Regions from separate parts of the Zea mays genome. Here region 1 is linked to region 2. A link is a contact called in public Hi-C data. All regions are on one chromosome and are shown on one strand. Each heading gives the region's core, a stretch centred on a gene start, on an enhancer-like site or on the middle of the called end of the contact. The rest is flanking DNA. Distances are from core to core; before and after follow the strand shown. Region 1 holds the start of LOC103651303 (phosphoethanolamine N-methyltransferase 1-like). Region 2 holds the start of LOC100383754 (D-cysteine desulfhydrase 2 mitochondrial).

Region 1 (3,163 bases), core at 378-2,877, 200 kb after region 2:
GAATGAAAGCGCAAGTCTATGTGTAGGTGTGAGGACAGAGAAGTACCTGGTTTTGATCTTTCTTGATGTTTACATAAGCTCCAATGCATTTGAATGTAATCAAAGAAAGTTTGAAGGAAGTGCCATCCTGATTAAAGGTTTGGCATTCTTTAAATACCTAGATGGGAAAAGACATTATCAGCAAATTCATAGAAAGCTGGTACTCAATCTAAGAAAACTAAAGAGTGGAGTGGGTAAGAACAGAAAGATTTGAATTGACTGAAATCATAGGGGGGGGGGGGGGGGGGGTGCATTCTCACCTTGGTATAAAACCTTGGTTCTCGATAGTGTGTTGGGTTAAATTTCCTTTCTGTATCTCCAGTTTGATGGAAGCAAGATTCCCTAAAGAAGATATAACCACCGACCTTCAACCATTTTACCATTCTTTCTACCAACTTGTCAATCTACAGTAAGAGAGACAGTTAGAAAAATCGGAAGGGACAAACATATCCCAATTCAGGTCAAATGATAAATGTAACCTTATCCACACGAAAAGTTGCAGTTAAGTTTTTTCTTTAGCGATAGACCTTGAACCAGTTTATGATTCTAACGTACGGTTTGATCCTTACCTCCTCATCTGAAAGATACATCAGCAACCAGTTTGAAAATATCAGATCAATGGAGTTTGCTTCAATCATCAGGTCCGTGGATGTAACATCAGCACACATAAAGGACGTGTTGCCATAGTGATCATTTATACTTCCATTCTACAAAACGATCAAATTTCAGCTACGAAGCCCTGAAAATATTTACATCACGGGGGAGTGTAAATTTCAGTACCTTTTTAATCACACTTTCAACGAAATCCACTGCAAAAACATGCCCAGATGTTTTAGCCAGTTCACCAGTAAAGCGACCTATTCCAGCTCCCAGCTCCAGTATAGATTTCCCTTCATATGAAGGAAGTAAAGACAGAACCTACAAAAAAGAAGCACCGGTACATCAAAATTTGAAGCGTACAAGGCTACGATCGCACGAGCATTAGCACGTCCTCATGTAGTCATGTTCAAGCTGATGAATCACAAACATACGAACTAAAACTAAAAAAAGCCGAGTGAAAAATATCGTCGCGGGATAAATCACCTCGGGGCGCTCCTCCTTGTCGAGTTCGGCGGCACGGGAGTCGAGCATAATGGCCTCGAGGTTGAGCTCCCCAGAGTGCTCCTCCCAGTAGCTCTTCTGCGCCTTCCTCTCATGCACGTCTAGGCGGTCTAGGCTCCCTGCAACAACACAGCCAGAAACCATCAGTCCCCGCAGTCAACTCCAGGACTCAATTCTCATACAAAACCTGCACGCCATGTGCTCGACAGTTATCTCAAACCAATTCAAACGTTAAATGAGCGTGCAACGGACCGATCGCTTACCATTCACAGCGGCGGCGGCGGCGGCCATTACAGCGACCCCGCGCGTTTGTTTGTTGGTTGGTGAGAGTGTTGCCAGGTTAACAGCCCTCGACGGCGACGCGGGCTTGGGAGAAGCTCCGGGCCCGGTGGTTACAGGAGATGCATTCAGAACCACCGAATCATGGCGATGTTTAGAATGCGAGGAGGCGAGAACCGTGGCGAAGCGAAGGCCAGTGGAACTGTGGTAGGGGCAGTGGAATGGGAGAGATTTTGATATTTGCCACGATCAACCGTGATGACCGGTCCCCTCTCCCGCTGTGAGTGGATGCTGCACTGCGCGGCTGCGCCGGCGTCCTTTTCCATTTCCATTATTGCAATCATTGCCGGACCATGTCGGATTCCACGGGAAAGTTTCTTTAACCGCCACCGTATTCGCATGGCGTTTATAATATATCCATATATGATACATTATCTATTTACATGTAAAAGTGTGCCATAGACTATTACTAGTATAATCATATGTGTTGCGACGGCACACAATCATATTTATTTTCCAAAAAAAATAAATTTAATATTTAAATGAACATATAGTTCATATATCAGATATCAAGTTGATAAAAACAAATATTATATGTTATCTTAACCAAAAGACCAAAAAATGTATGAGTTCAAAAGGAGCTAAACCCTTTTTATAGGAACAACACAATCATATTTGTTACCAATAAAAAATAAATTTAATATGGAACATATGGTTAACATATCAGATATTAAATCGATAAGAAAAAAATATTATATCTTATTTTAGCTAAAGGACGAGAAAAGTATAAGTTGAAAAGAAGCTGGATCCATTTTTATAGAATAAGTTTACATGACTTCTGACCTTTAGAGAGTGGTTTACTTCACCCCCTCACCTTTAAAACCGTTTACATAATCTAATTTTCGGCAATTGACACGTGGCCACCGAAAAAAAATTTTACTTTCGGTGACTTTCTGCAAGCCATCTAAAATTAAAGGTTTAATTTTGGCGTATGACCGTCGAAAATTAGGTATATAGGACAACTACTTATCTTTCTTCCTCATGTGTTCTTTCTTCCTCACGTGTTTTTTTGTGTCTTCGCGCTCTAGTCAACGCCGAACCGCACCACTACCCACCACATATGTGCCGCCGCACAAGCACCCCACGCTTGTTGAGACTGCCCTGCTAGACCACGCGCTTGTGGAGACTCGCCCGCGCCGAGCATGCCCTGCCACTGAGCCACCTCACTGGTGTCGACCCCCCATGCCCCGTCCCTAACGTTGCCCTCGCTTCTGTAGCCTTCCCCAACGTAGTCCATCATGCTCATGGTCTCCTGGTGTCATCCCATGTAGGGATGTAATCGGATCGAATACGGACGGATATCACTGAAACCATATTTGTTTTCATATTTTTATTCGGATTCGAATTCGAATACGGATAGCTTCGGATACGAATACGAATACGGATGTTCTCGGATACGAATACGGATAGCTGTGTGTCGAATACGGAACTAGTCGGACACGGATATTGTCGGTAACGAATTTTTTGTCGGATATCGTGTAAGACATCATTGCACACATATCATGTTGTAATCATGTATCCACTCCTTGAGTATAAACATTTTCTGTATTATATGTGTACATATGTCACTTTTTTTTGTAAAATTCATGAATTTTTAGCCTATGTGCGTGTATTAATTTATTTTGCATAAAATCATCAAAATGAAAATAAGTTACCAAAACTAATAAACATTTTATAAGAATAT
Region 2 (3,361 bases), core at 607-3,106:
AGATGTGTCATTGACACTCTTTTCAGCATAATCCTATACTTATTCGGATCCATCAAACCGTACCTAAGGTAGCTCCTCTGGACTCTTGTCAAGAAAACATTGAAGGTCGATATCGCAGTAGACAAAAATCCAACAGTAAGTATGCCATTTCTCAAATTGGTTTACTCTTGAATTGCTACATCTTTATCCATTTGGTGAAGTTGAATCTAATTATCCACAGAGGACAACATGAATCAGAACGTTTCAGGGCAAGTAGCATCAGTACACACCTGAAATGAAAAGGTTTTCTTAGGCGGGTTCTCCTTGGCGGGGATTGCTCCTCCTTCCTTGGCTCCTTCCTCAGCTTCTCCAAAGTCCACTGCTGCACACGATTGATGCTTGAGAGAGAAGAAACAATTCTGAAACTTCGTCCGCCCAGCCCCTGCCCTTGCTCCTCCTTATTTGCCATCGGTGGCTAGGCATAGCGAGGGATGGTTGTTGTCATTAATATGGATAAGGATGACTTGTTTCTTGTGCGGCATTCGACGCCATCTGCGATCGCTTGCTCTTGCATGTAGGGGGAGGCGGGACGCATAGGCACATGTGCGAATGGAGGGGAGGATGGTGTGCAGGGATGGGGCAGGTACTGGCGCCTGTATTTGGATGGCGAGCGGAGGCGGCGGATCCGCCAGATCCGGCACGCACAACTGTTGGGCGACGAGGATGAGGACCGGCAGGCGACGGATCTGGCAGAGAGGAGATGGCGTGCGGGGATGGGGCAGGTACTGGCGCGAGGTTGAAGCCGTGCTGTTGCCGAGGTTGGAGCAGGGGTTGCGGGGCGCCGTTGGAGCGGCTGGCGTAGAGGTTGTTGGCGGCGAGCGGATCGTAAGGGGGCAGAAGAGCGAGCGGCTGCGCGCGGCGGGGGGGGGGGGGGGGGGGGGGGGGCTGCGCGGGGAAGGAGGCGGGGGCGCGGGCGGCTGCGCGCATGTCGAGGATGGAAGCGGGGGCGGCTGCGGTAGCGGGAGTGGGATCGGACGGTGGGGATGGACGCAATCGGACGGTTGGGATACAGGCGGGGGCACAGTTGTGCCTGGTCTACACTATCGTCTTAAGGATTAGTAGAGATTTACGAAGGATTTCTATTTTATCAAGCAAACTATCATATGCTTCTTGTGAGTTGTTAGCTTTGCTTTTAATTTGTCATTTTTTGTTTATTAATTGATCATTTGCAGAAGTGTTTGCACTATCTTCTAATTGCACAATTTTATTAGATAGCCCAGCATTAAAATTTGCAACGAATTTTCTATTGTGACCTAATTAATTTTGATTTTAGCAATTTTTAAATTGATTTTTTGTTTAGTGCAATTTTTCCAAAAAAAACATGATGTCTTGGCCTTGCATATTTGCCTCTTGTTCTTGGGTACGGGCTTGTTTGGACAATCCTAGAGTGTGTCAGTGTGTGTGGTCTATCCGTCTGTGGTGTGTTGTACCTTCAGACTGGCCGCAGTGGATAGTGCTGAGCATCCCCCTCCCCTTCGTAGCGGCTACAACTCCCTCTTCTGACCCCGCAGCGCTGCCCCCTACACGTTACTCTAAGCATCGACACTCTTCTCTCTCCCCCTCAATCTAGGGGTTCACTGTTCATCCCCTACGTTACTGTGCTGTGGTACATGAGTAATTGTTAGTAGATAAAAAATTGATAGTAGATATATAAAATAATATTTTATAGTTATAGTGATGTATAAAGGGAGTATTTAGAGGAAACCGTTGTGGGAGATGAAAAAATAGGGGTGAAATGTTGACGATGTGACGTAAAAAAATAATATAGAAGAAAAATTTAGGGAACCGCTGCGGCTAGCGTCAGATACCACTCCTGGCGCCGCTGACTTCCTCAACCCTATGCGGCCGACGCCGGCGCTCGTCGCCGGTGGACGCATGGTAACAAGCTTCTTATCCGCCACTGAATGGATGCTTCCGTCTCCGGCCACGCAAGTCCACACCATCTCCGTACTTCCCTCCCGTCGCGACTTCGCCTTCTCCAACCTCACGATGTTGCTCAGGAATAGCGGCGGCAACGAGGGAGAGAGTGGCAGTACTAAGTTCCACGTAGTACGGGACGACCTCCTCCACCCGCTCGCCAACGGCAACAAGGCGCGCAAGCTCGACGCCCTCCTGCCCATCCTCCGCCGCTGCGGCGTTACTGACATCGTCCGTTCATCTCGCCAGCCCCTTTCCTCGCTTTGCATCTAGTTTTATGATATATTGGTAATTCTCACTGTCTCAAACTCCCAATTGCAGGTTACATGTGGGGGTTGCCAGAGCGCCCATGCCGCAGCTATCGGTGCGTCACATACTTCTGTAAATTTACTTGTTGAGTTCCAATATATCCCTGCAAATTTGTTTGCTCGAATCGCCCATATTATTTAATATAGACTAGGTGATCTCCCAGTGCGCATTGCTGTGGGAATTGAAAAATAATTCAAATGATCTCTCTATGAAAGAAGAGGCTCCTAAAACCAAGCCAAACCGTGTGGTGTATGAAATATGAATGAATAAAAGGTGTATATGCCTGCACGGCTGCACGGTGGTTGTAAGAGATGAGTTGCTTCATGAGGATTGACCTTTAGTTAACGATTACTACTGGACACAGTTAAATGAGGTGGAATCAAAAGAAATATCAGACAACTGGTGGCTGATTTGGGTGATGTGGCTTCATGAGGATTGTACTTTATAGCAATTAATGAATGCTACTGGCCTCCATCTATTATAGATATAGATTTGTGTAATGTACACATGTTTAAATCCAATTTTTGTTTTTGGATGAGCTTTTCCATGTGAATGGTACTAGTGTTGTAAATAGTGGGCTAAGGCATTTAGTGACCAGGGCTAATCGGGCTGTAGTGGCTAAGTTGTACATAGGAGTATAGGACTATAGGAGCATATAGCTTTACACTCTACAAACAGCTGTATCTGGATATAGTGGCAGCTATAGCTGGAGATTTAGAACTTTGAATGGTACTTAATGTTTTTTCGTTTCCCTAACAATTTATTTTCTCTGCATGTATCAGCGGTTCACTGTGCCGAATGGGGAATCAGGCCACATATACTGCTGAGAGGCGAGCAACTGGATGTTCCCACAGGGTATAATCTCATCTCATTGATGTTTGGCAATGTGACATATGTCTCTCGGTCTTTGTATGCCCAAAGAGACGAGATGCTTTATGAGCATGCCATAAAGGTTGCAGGATATAGTGGCACAGTGATGTGGGCAGATGAAGTTATAGGAAAGGGTTTGGGTGTAGATGAGGACACCACTGATGGAAATGGTTCAAGAAGAGTGATGATTGTTAAGGAAGGGGCAGGTAGTGTTCAAGCACTGCTT

What was found. Hi-C and Micro-C count contacts between places; a contact is called where the count stands out from the background.
Region 1: a Hi-C map of tassel shows a contact between it and region 2, with 2.4 times the contacts expected there. The contact joins the promoter of LOC103651303 here to the promoter of LOC100383754 in region 2. A contact is called at or near these places in 3 of 25 Hi-C or Micro-C datasets (ear, leaf and tassel).

Annotation. Positions count from the first base shown.
Region 1 is chr3:211,674,717-211,677,879 of Zm-B73-REFERENCE-NAM-5.0, forward strand. It overlaps LOC103651303 (phosphoethanolamine N-methyltransferase 1-like), which reads right to left and starts at 1,628. Exons shown (of 12, transcript NM_001320968.2): 1 at 1,404-1,628; 2 at 1,123-1,259; 3 at 820-957; 4 at 609-746; 5 at 300-443; 6 at 47-157. The coding sequence starts at 1,431.
Region 2 is chr3:211,477,306-211,480,666 of Zm-B73-REFERENCE-NAM-5.0, forward strand. LOC100383754 (D-cysteine desulfhydrase 2 mitochondrial) reads left to right here and starts at 1,857. Exons shown (of 6, transcript NM_001366833.1): 1 at 1,857-2,187; 2 at 2,278-2,320; 3 at 3,048-3,361. The coding sequence starts at 1,879.